Linked DNA regions of Sus scrofa: region 1 is linked to region 2. The links are chromatin contacts, called in public Hi-C maps. All regions are on one chromosome and are shown on one strand. Each heading gives the region's core, a stretch centred on a gene start, on an enhancer-like site or on the middle of the called end of the contact. The rest is flanking DNA. Distances are from core to core; before and after follow the strand shown. Region 1 overlaps SDCCAG8 (serologically defined colon cancer antigen 8). Region 2 overlaps CEP170 (centrosomal protein of 170 kDa).

Region 1 (5,635 bases), core at 2,316-4,815, 160 kb before region 2:
AATGTGTGTGTGTGACTGGGTCACTTTGCTGTACAGCAGAAATTGAAGGAACATTGTAAATCAACTATACTTCAATTTAAAAAAAATCAAGATTGCCTTTGAATTACAACTAAATTTGCCAATATTAAAATGTGAGCCTTGGTAGCTATTTTCCAATTTAGATGGTAGATGTATTAATTATCTTTCCTGGGGCTTGTGGAGAATTGTACATGTAACTTAGGATTGTTTACATGTTCTTATCATCAAAAGATTGGCTGCAAATCTAATTTGCCCATAAAATTACTTTTATGAATACCAAGCTATGAATTATCCTTATGCATATTATGATCTGAAATAAAAATTAAAGGTCAAAAGAAGTTAGATTTAACACATAAAAATATTTTAGTTAAATTTCCTTAATTTAAAAATTCACATTCATGAGTATCCCTATTATGAAACATGTAATTACAGCTTTTCTGGAACTAAAAACAGAAAATTTAATTACCAGCTACTAGAAATCATATGCTGCTTATTTATGTGGATTTATGCCTTATGGTAAACATCTCAAATTGTGCGCATTTTTGAAGTAAATGTGCAGACATTTACTTTGCTAATGGTACTTTCAGAGTTGGTTTCTTAGCATGTAACAAATTGTACGCCTTCCATATGACTCCCTCCCTCTGCCACCCATCACTCCTTTCCTCGGCCCACTACCTGTCTGCTCCCTTCTGTCACCCACTTCTCGAGGCCTCCCCTCCTGTTGTCACACCTTCTTTTTCCCCACGCCCACCATCTGGAAGTCAACGTTACACGGCAGGAGTTTCTCCACCCACATCTGTTGCAGAGACAGAAGGAACACAGACAGCTGCAACACTGCTGGATGTCTGGGGTGTTGACATCAGGTAAGTCCTTTAAACTTTGACAGGGGCAAGCAAGAGACAAGGACACCCAGGATGGGAGGGCTTGACGGAAAGCTCTACCTTACAGCAGTCCCTGGTATACTGAATGTGGTATAAAGTGGTACCTCACATACAAGAGGTACCAGAATTAAGGATTCGAGCAATGGGTTATTATTGAGGGAACCCGACTGAGGAAAACTCACAAATCGCAGGGGGTATTCAATAAATAGATGATTGAAGAACTGATTGAACTAACAAACTTAGTGGCTGAGTGCAACCAAGGACCATTACTGATGCCAACAGACAAACTCACAGCGAGTACTGTTCATAAGGAAATGATTCGAAATCTGTCTAGGTAGAAGGCATCTGCTCTCCTAGAGCTTCCCACATACATGATATTTTTAAAAGAGTAAGAAGCAAGGAAAAAAGAAAAATAATAAAAAGATGGAAAGAAAATCCACCAGTCTCACGAGCATTCCCACCACGAGCACAGCAGGGATGCTTGCTCCAGCCCTAACTATGAGAACCATGTTGTTACGATTAATTGTTCAGACTCCCTGTTAGGTTAACTTCCCGTGCTAGCAAGTTTTAATCCCCATGGAGAAGGAATATATTGGATTAATTTTCAGTTGGAAAAAAAAATGAGATTCAGAAAATTAATTTGCCCGAATTCATTTCAGATAATAAATAAAAAATAAAGGTGGGCTTTATATTAAATTCTGTCTGCTTGTAACCAAGACATAGGTCCAAGAAATCTATCCAGTAAGGCTATTTCTTTCTCTCTTGCTAGAGTGAGAATAACAGTCACAAGGTAAAATTTGTTAATTTGTCTACTCTAAGCCAGGTAGTATATTAAGTAGTTTCAAAATATTTACTTATTTCATCCTATCAACTGATCAATAGATCAACTCCATTATTTATGCCTTTGAAATGGGGAGAGGTTAACTGCATTTTTCAAGGTCATAGAAACGTCAAAGTGGACTCAACACTAAATTCTTTTACTCCAAAGCCTCCTTCTACCATTTCCTGTGAGAGTACTGGCTTCAGTGCTAGGATCACTTTCAGCTCATTATTCATACATCTTTATTTAGGGTATGACCTTGAGAAGAAATGTCAACTAAGGCTTACTGGGGGTAAAAGGAAAAAAAAAAAAAAAAAAAGACTCAAGCTCACAAATGCATTGTATTCCAGTTGCCACTTTCACTCATAAAATAATTAGCAGTTTAAGAAAATTACACATGAAAGCACCTGGAATACTGCCTGGCCGGATTTCAGCTATCTTTTGCCTCTTCTTATCAGGAATTCTCATCAACATATCTTTACATAGTAGAACTGCTCAGCAAGAACTCCTCCCTAAACAACACAGAAAAAAGTCTCCCAGGTGGGAAGGGTAGCTGATCTTTGCTCTTGATGCTACCCTCTCGGTCTGGCAAAAGCAAGGCTCAGCTCACAACTTCATCTACCTCCTCATGCGTCCTTCCTCGTGTTGGTTATAGCCAGCATTCTCTCCTGCACATTCTGCATTCCTAAATCTTGCCTATTTGTTGGAAGCTCAGTGAAAATGCTGCCTTCTCCGCAAAGTTTTCCATGATCTCTTGCAGAGAGGAATCTGGTCTGAGCCTCTGAACTCCTGGTATTTTAGTCAGGCCTTTCCAATGGCACAGGGCCTTTTTTCTTCCCTTTGTGTTCATTCAACAAATATCTATTGAGGGTATTTTATGTGGGAGGGATGTGCCAAGCAATAGGGTGTTAACAAACCATATATTCCAGGGACTCACAGTAAATTAGGGAAGACACTTCAACAAGAATTTGCAGTAAATTGAGTTATAGAAGCCCATCAGAGGGGCTCCCCAAAACTCCTCATTGGAAGACTGTGAGGAGAGGTGGCATCAAGAAAAACCATGAAGTGGCTGCCTGACGGGAGGGGGAGGGAGTGGGAGGGATCGGGAGCTTGGGCTTATCAGACACAACTTAGAATAGATTTACAAGGAGATCCTGCTGAATAGCATTGAGAACTTTGTCTAGATACTCATGTTGCAACAGAAGAAAGGGTGGGGGAAAAATGTAATTGTAATATATACATGTAAGGATAACCTGACCCCCTTGCTGTACAGTGGGAAAATAAAAAAAATTATTAAAAAAAAAAAAAAAAAAAGAAAAACCATGAAGGATGAGTCAGAGGCCAGAGGAAGATTCCTCTAGGCAGTGGGGGGTAGCAAGGAGGGAAACAGGAGGGAAACAGGAGGGAAAAGGCACAGGCAAAAGCTGGAAATGAAAAATAGCATGGCAGACTGGCAGGTCTCCACACTTGAGGAGGTGCAAGCGGGTCAGGATGGTGGTGATATAGGAAGAAAGGAGATGACACTGCACAGCCAAAGAGAGAAAGAAAAATGTAAAAGATCCTACATTTTATCCAAGGGGTTAGACAGGGACATGAAAGGACTGTAAAACAAGAGACTGACCTATTGACGTATTCATTTTAGAAAGATCATCTCTGACTCTTCGGAGCAGACAACAGATGAGAAGGAGGTGAGACTGGAAGCAAGGAGACCATCTGGGGCTGGCGGAATCATCCAAGGGTGATGTATGAAAGCACTGGGATGGAGAGACAGGGCAACGTAAAGTTGCCCGGAGCCGGAATCCCTAGAACTTGATGACTCAATAATGTCCGGGGTGAGGGAGGAGGAAGAGACAGGGATGACAGCAAGATTTCTGAGTTGGGCAACCGGCTGAATGAATAAATAGTGTTTCTACCATGAGAGGGAAGATGGGGAGTGAAGCTGTTCAGGAGCTCACTAAAGAGATAAAGATTTAGGAATCAATACCATATATATACTTGAAATCAAAGCCTCAAATGTTTTAGCCATTTTTAACACCTAAATCTAAAGCTCTCTGCTAAATTTTAAAACCTCCTGTCAAGTTGCTTTCTGGACATGTCGCCTTCATTATCTCAAAGGCACTTTACCACAGTAACCTAAAAGGCACACGTCATCATGCTCCCAAATCAAGAGCATCGATTCAGAGACATGAAAGAGAATCTTTTAAGGAGAGTAAGAACTGAAAAATATTCACTAAAAATAGCACAAGAAGGTCTCCAGTGAATACAGCAACAGTAATTTCATTGGCTAGGGGCACAAAAGCTGAAATGCAGTGGGCTCAACAGTGAGTGAGTGGGGAGAAAATAAAAACAACACACATGGACAAATCTTTCAAGAAACTTGACTATTGAGGGAAAGAGTAAGGAGGGAAATGGATTAGTAAAGTGGCTTCCAGTCTTGGCTGCACATTGAAATCACCTGGACAATTTTTTAAATGACAGATACCTCTATCCTACCCTCAGATATTCTCCCATGAGTCATTTTGGATACAGATTGAGCTATGAGTTTTTGGAACTTTTGGGTAGCCAAGATGGAGAAAGACTAGAATGGTTGTTTCTTTCAACAGATGAGAGAAAAATATTTGAGTATTTTCTTGATGATAAGGAAGAGGCTGCAGTGAGGACAGGCTGAAGATTCGGAAGTGGAAGCGAGCGGGGAACTAATAGAAACAGGTCCCCGAAGTGGTGGCAGAGGTTGGGATCCACAACAAGGAGAAAGGATTAGCATTAAGCCCCTCTCCCTCTGACCAGAGTGCAACACAGGTGCAACTGTGCTTCAGGCAGAGGTGGGGGGAAATAAATAAGTTGAAGTGATTACACCTAATCACTTCAACTTCCTTTGTTAGGAGAGTAAGGCTCTCTGCTGAGGATGAGAGGAAAGGAGCTGTGGTAGAGAATTTGAGGAGAATAAAAGCGATTTGAAATAGTCCTTGCAAGATACCATCACCTCCTACCTGGACTACTCCAATTACCTCCACCTGATCTCCAGGCAGTCACTGGTTCTCCTTCAAATCTCCTGACAGATGATTTTTTCCCAAATGTAAATGACACTATGACATGGCCCAATTTAAAGCCATTCAATGGCTTTCCATCACTGCTTGCATAAAATTAAAAATCCTTCACATGAATTTTAAAGCCATTTACGATATGGTCCCTGCGTTCTTCTCCCAACTCATCTTCCACTGCTCTGAACCTAACTTCAATGCTCCAGTCATCTGAGCCTTCTCTAGATTCCTAGAAAGTATGATGCTTTCTGGCTTCAGAGCCTTGGGAATGTTGTCTTCCTGGGTCTGAGACTCTTCACCGGACCACCCCTTCTGAGTCTCGTTTGCAAAGTCTCTTTCTTGGGAAAGTCTTTCCTGACCTCCGAGACTAAGTCATATTTGCCTGTTATCCATTCTCATGGTACTCTACACTGTACCTTCATCGGTAAAAAAAAAAAAAAAAAAAATCACTTTATCACGGGTAAAAATCAGTAGTAGGTGTTTAACGCCTACCTCTCCCTCTAGTCTATAAGCTTCATGAGGGAACCGCATTAGTCCTGTGACTACCACATTCCTGGGACCTCCAAATAGTATCTGTTGCATCCTGAATGAATGGGAGAGAAAAGAATGCATAGGAACACTGCTAAAAAGCACCGAAGGAGCCATGGACACTAAAGACCATTGGTGGTGTCACCTGCAAGACTGTGGGATTTTCTTCAGCAACTGAGATCACCAATCCAGGTCAGAGAAGGTAGGCAGTTAGTCTGAAGTACAGTTAGGTTTTGACAGGCTTCTTTGTTTTTTGATTTTTTTTTAGGATAAGAAAACAAGGGAATTTATCTTGCTTCGGGTATCTGTGAGACTTAAAACTCACTGGGCAGAATTTGTGATTTTTC
Region 2 (5,968 bases), core at 1,657-4,156:
ACCGGCTTACACTACAGCCACAGCAATGCCCGACCAACCTCGTCTGCAACCTACACCACAGCTCATGGCAACGCCAGATCCTTAACCCACGTGGGATTGACCCACGTCTCATGGCTACTCGTCGGGTTCGTTATCACTGAACCACGACGGGAACTCCACATCTTCCTGATTTCATTCCCTGATATTAGTGACTGTAATTTCTGCATGTGTGTCAAGTGATTTCCATAAGCCTTGGAAACCTCTGCTTTGATTTGAACCAGTACAGATCCTGCTGTCCTTACCCAGGAGGTCCTTGCTTATTGAGGAAAGAGGTGTTCTTGTCTCCTGAGGGTGAGACTTGAGTGCCTTTTTACTTAGACATTTTGATATGATGAGTACGAATGCAGTTCCATTCTTTAGTCGTGATTTTAAAATAAGTGCCCAGCAGCCTGTGGATAACAAGTACCATACATACCTCAGTAACAGGTCCTAAGATTGTTTCAAGTAGCCAATGAGAAATGGATGTGAAATCCCCACATGAGATGCCAGATATCACCTGCACCCATTCAAAGGAAATGCCTGAGGACACGTCCCATAATTCTACCTTCTTACCCTAAACCTAGAGGCTGTGGGAGGGATCACAGGTCACTTCTCAGTCTAGAGATGCTTCTACCCAGACCAGGGGAACTATAGGAGAGGGCACACGAGAGCCACCCCAGCCCCTAAGATCAATAAGCTGTCTGTAAACCGCCAGTCCCAGAGAGCTCAGGGGGTACAAGTTCAAAAAGAAGTTTTTCTGTTCCTACTCCTCCTTCCTCCTCCTGGGAAGAATTAGAAACTGACAGACTTGAGGAGGAGCATCCTATTTAGAGAGGAGGCATCAAGGTTGGGTGGACATCTGATCTCTCCCCCTTTCCCACTTTGGATTTGAGGGACCCTGATCGTATACTTCATCAGGGCGAGGGCTTTAATTGAGCCCTGCTCAGAGTGGGGACGAGAGATTCAGGAGGCTGGGTTGGCATCATTCATTTGAAATACCTTTGAGCCGTCTAGGAGGAGGGAGTTAACAGGTGAGCAGCTGTGCGTAGTTGGTGATTTAAGTGACGCCTCAGGGATATGTGGAATCACCTAGGGACAAAATCTAGAATGAAAAGATGAGAAAATCTAGCAAACTTGGTCTCTGCTTTGAGGAGCTCTCGAGTTCTAAGTATGATATCATATGTCAGATTTTATGTACTTTTTTTGTCTTTTTTTCCTTTTTAGGGCCGCACCTGTGGCATATGGAAGTTCCTAGGCTAGGGTTGAATCAGAACCGCAGCTGGCAGCCTAGACCACAGCCCCACAGGATCTGAGCTGCGTCTGCAACCTACACGGAAGCTCATGGCAACACAGGATCTTTAACCCACTGAGTGAGGCCAAGGATCGAACCCGCATCCTCTTGGATACTAGTTGGTTTTGTTACCGCTGAACCGCCACAGGAACTCCTAGTGTATTTTTTTAGATGTAAAAAGTGTTGCAGCTTTAAAGTATATGGATGGTACAGCTGTTCCTGTCTTCTCTGTTTTCCCATGGAAGTTGTGGATTTTTTGTACTTAGACACAGAAGTGACGACTTCAGTGTCAAGCTGAGCTAGTTGTTAACTGTCATCAATTTTTTAAACACCATCAAAAATATTGGTATGAACTTTGAAGCCTTCTTTACCCATACAGCAGCACCTCGGGTTGTCACTGGTTTGGAAAATAAGTTGTTGCCTCTCTGACAGATGTGCGTCCAGCTATCCCTGAGTCTTTCAGAGGAATCTGTAAAAAGTCACCTGAGAACTGTCTGTACAACTTCAGTCCCCTTCCCTAAGAACTTAGTTCCCTGTGTATGTCTTTGGTTTTCATTTCAAAATAGTGTCAGAGGTGATTTGGAGAGGTATAATATATTTGAAATTGCTGGTACTTAGCTATTTGAGGAAATGAAGTTTTGGAAGTCCATTTTGAGAAGGATTAGAATTAAATAGCATTACATCAGAAATTAACTGAAGTTAATTGATCAATTAACATGGAGAGATACAGCATTATAGGAAATCACATGGGGTTATTTTTATCTTTTACTCTAGATTTTTTTCCAGCAATTACACAAATGAGATAAACTTCAGTAAAGCTGGAGTTCAGTGACTTGAGTTAGAGATAATTTTAAAATTTAAGAAAATCACTAATGATTTAGTAGTTCTAATTCCTTTTTCTTACAAGTGGGGTTGAAGGCAGAGTGCATAGAAAGGTATACTTCGTGTGTTTTACTGCTATTCTTGTTAAACTTCTTAAACTTGTTAATTCTAATGTTTAGTAAAATGAAGCAGTTTTTTTTCACTTCTGTACTGTACTACCGTGTATGATTAAAATTCATATTTGATTTAAAGTTCATAATACACAATTTGTTCTTAAAGCAAGGATCATTTGAATATTGAATGGTTCAACAGAATATTAAACCGTATTTCTTGAAAACCACTTATTGTTGAATAAGTAGTAAGTAATGCCATCTAGTGGTAACATTTTGAAGTTTAGTGAATTTGAAAATCTGATACCTGCATTGCTAAATGTAGACTTCATGATTTACCAGATAGGTGATCGTGTTATTAAAAAATTTTTTAGAAAAATAGTTTAAGGTTTTTTCCTTTTGTTGTAGAAAATGAAGCCTCTTTGGTTATGTTCTAAAGATCCTTTTCTACACAAGGCTAAATCAAACACTTCCTCTTCTTCGTTGTAACAATTAGAGCCCAGCTATGCCTATAAATACAAGTATTGGAAACAAAGTAGGCTTAACAGTAAAACAGAATGTTAAACTTTATTTAATTACAACCTTTTTCCAGTCTGTTTAGCAACATCAGGGCCTACTCTGTGCCAGTAAATGAGTAAGACTCAGGCAATTGCCCTTAAAGGCAGATGACTAATTGTTGGTCTTTATGTTTAAAATATTTCAAAAGTGTTGACCATAAAACAGCCAACAACCTTCTTATTGAAAATGCTCATCTCTGTGAATAGACTCAGGAATCTGCACTTGAAACAGAGTCCTTTACGTTGGAGAATTATGTTATATTCTATGCAAAGTTTGAGGATTATGGTATATTCTATACAAAGATCATACAATAAAATCTGTTATTTAGGACCTTAGAAAATCATAGGTATAAATGCACCTCATCCGTGTAAATGTTAAGCGTTTGTTAGGGAATGAACAGATAAAATCACCCATACCTTTCAGCTTCCAACATGCTTCTCAAAAATAGCAGAGCAAAGAGACAAGCTAAAGTGGTGTGCTATTCTGTCCTAACTCTTGGCATTATTATAATGTTTACTGTTACTAACATCTTTTAACAAATCAGAGGCAATGTCCTGAATATCGCTTATTTATTATTAAATAGAACATTTGCTAAAGGTTAAGAAAGGGTAGTGATGTTTACGTAACGTGCCGCTGCCCTGCTTCCCTTTCCTGCCGTTACACCTATTGGATGCCACCCCGTCCTTAAACAGATTTCCCTCATTACGGAAATTATCTATGAAATTAATTAAAAACATTATTTGCCTCTGATGTTACTAATAATAGTCACCTATTAATCTGATGCTTAGACTGTTCATTTATAAAATAATTTTCTCTTCCTAGGTATTTGGAGTAGATGACAATCAGGATTATAATAGGCCTATTATCAATGAAAAGCATAAAGATCTGGTCAAAGATTGGGCTCTCAGTTCTGCTGCAATAGTAATGGAAGAAAGAAAACCACTGAGTACACCTGGATTTCCCAGCTCAGAGGTATGCATCGCTTCCTATTTTTTACATGCACATAGTATAAATTTGTGTCATTTGTAATTACAGCTGACCCTTGAACAGCACAAGTTTGAACCGCACAGCTCCACTTAACAGGCAGATGTTTCTTGCTAGATACACACTACAATAGTACACAACCCATGCGTGGTTGAACCCAAGGATGGGGACCCGGGGATACAGAGGGCCGACTGCAAAGTTACACATGAGTTTTTGACTGCACAGAGGGTTGGCGCCCCTGTTCCCCCCGACCCCCCTCTTTGTTCAAGGGTCCACTCTATTTAAGCAACTGATACATCCTCTTGTAAAATACTCTTAAAATTAATATTCTTTTGCCAGTGAGGGAAAATGTTAAATTTCAGTAGGCAGCTAATGAGCTATGTGCTCACTGCTCTCCTTGGCATTATGAGATAAAACAAACAAAAAAATACACTGCTTGTACTTTCTAGGAGGGTCGTGTGTTTGGAATGGAAAGATCTATCATGCCAGGATACGTGTGCAAAGTAGTGCCTGACAGGTACAACTGATAGACCTAGATAAGCACCCTTGTAGGACAGCCCAGGAGGTAACTAGAATAATGTGGAATTAATTAGGGGTGGCCTGGTTAAGAGAGTTACCGCGTGAGGTATGGTAGAGCTTCTAAGACCTGAGTGCAGATCCCAGAACTGCCACATCTAACAGCACCTTTGAGCCAGTCATTTCCCCTCTCTTAGCTTCAGTTTTCCCATCTGTACAAATGGTATTTTTAATAAAAGCTATTTACAAGGAAAAGCACCCAGCGTAATGATAGTCTGAGATCTATGCACACGTTTATTCCCTTCCCAGAAATGATATTAGAATTTCATTCTACACTGATATGTCAGAAAGAAATATAGAACAATGTATATAATTGAGAAGTATTAAATAATTATAATTTATTCAACTAATAAGATTTAACATCCACACACTTGCTGTGTACCATTTCACAAATAATGAAACTGAAGTATGTAGATATTAACTTGGTCAGGGTCTTAAAACTCATACTTTGTGGAGCCAGAATTTGAACCTTAAGGAGCCTTGATTTCTTAATTCATTGTCTTATTCACTATGCTGTATTGCCTTTCAGGAAATGAGTTAATTTAAAATTCAGGAATAGTAAGTAAATATAAAATATAAATAAAATCTTATGGTATACATAAAACAAAATGAAATATCTGTGAAATGTAAGTTAAATATTCTTTATAGATAGGTAAGTATGGATACATATTTGCTTATTAATGTAAAAATTGTCTCTTTATGGTCTGCTCCTTCCTGAAAACTATCGAAACAGTTACTGTATTTTAGTATTCCTTTTTCCTCCTTGATCTTAGGGAATTTTTATTCTGACTTCTGTTTTACAAGATGCATAATTTACTTCCTGAAAGCAATTGATACTTATTAGAAGCAGTGTTTTGGTATTCTGGTTAATCTAGGAAGGGTGCTGGTGACTGTGAATTTGTAACACTCCCTCTTCTGCTGTTTGTCCCCTTGACCCGTGCCAAGTACATTTATATATAGCCCGAGCATGTACTTGACTTTGAAGAAACCACCTAAAGAAGCCATCAGAACTGTCTTCACGGAATGGTTCTACATGAACATATGTCTTTAAAACCCACCCTTCTGTGGGTATTCCTAGCATGGTGTGAATGGCTGTAGTATTTCCTCAGTCTCAGAACTGTGGGCAGCTCCCACGAAATCCCAAAAGGAATTCAAGGATTCTAGCAGGTTTTGGTACCCTTAGGCTTCCTTTTATGTGCATTGCTATGTTATACAACTTACTATTTTCACCTTCAATATTTACTTTATCAGTTTCTAGCCTGTCATTTTAACACTTATAATGAAATAGTGTTTTGGATAATTCAGAATGAAATTTGGCCATAGCGTCCCATTCCTTAGTGGTCATTACAGGTTTAATACTAAACCTTGGCTTAGATTTTTAGTGAGGAAACATTTTTTCTACAATCTTTGATCTTCCGTATTAAAGACTGACCCAGTGTACATCCATAAGTCCATGGAACCATGTCATGAATTAAATTCTGTTTCACACCTGACCGAGCACTTGCCTTAAAGACAGATCTAGACAGGGGCAGGTCTAGGTTCAGAATGGTTATACAAAACTTCTTAAAGATTGAGCGATTTCTAGCTTCTTCTGGAAATACTAAAGTGT

What was found. A called contact is a pair of places that touch in the nucleus more often than the background predicts.
Region 1: a Hi-C map of alveolar macrophages shows a contact between it and region 2, with 3 times the contacts expected there. The contact joins two enhancer-like sites. A contact is called at or near these places in 1 of 5 promoter capture datasets (liver), 32 of 47 Hi-C or Micro-C datasets (adipose tissue, alveolar macrophages, blood and 15 more) and 2 of 2 datasets of contacts at active chromatin or transcription factors (alveolar macrophages and skeletal muscle).

Annotation. Positions count from the first base shown.
Region 1 is chr10:16,264,416-16,270,050 of Sscrofa11.1, reverse strand. The region is part of intron 10 of SDCCAG8 (serologically defined colon cancer antigen 8); the gene reads right to left. Among named protein-coding and RNA genes, the nearest start is that of CEP170, 76 kb to the right of the region's middle. Within about 2 kb of position 3,565, at least 3 of the 83 cell types and tissues checked have an H3K27ac peak or open chromatin away from gene starts, as enhancers often do. A contact at or near this core is called in alveolar macrophages, where this site is marked.
Region 2 is chr10:16,102,234-16,108,201 of Sscrofa11.1, reverse strand. It overlaps CEP170 (centrosomal protein of 170 kDa), which reads left to right. Exons shown (of 20, transcript XM_021064150.1): 11 at 3,622-3,771. Among named protein-coding and RNA genes, the nearest start is that of SDCCAG8, 86 kb to the left of the region's middle. Within about 2 kb of position 2,906, at least 3 of the 83 cell types and tissues checked have an H3K27ac peak or open chromatin away from gene starts, as enhancers often do. A contact at or near this core is called in alveolar macrophages, where this site is marked.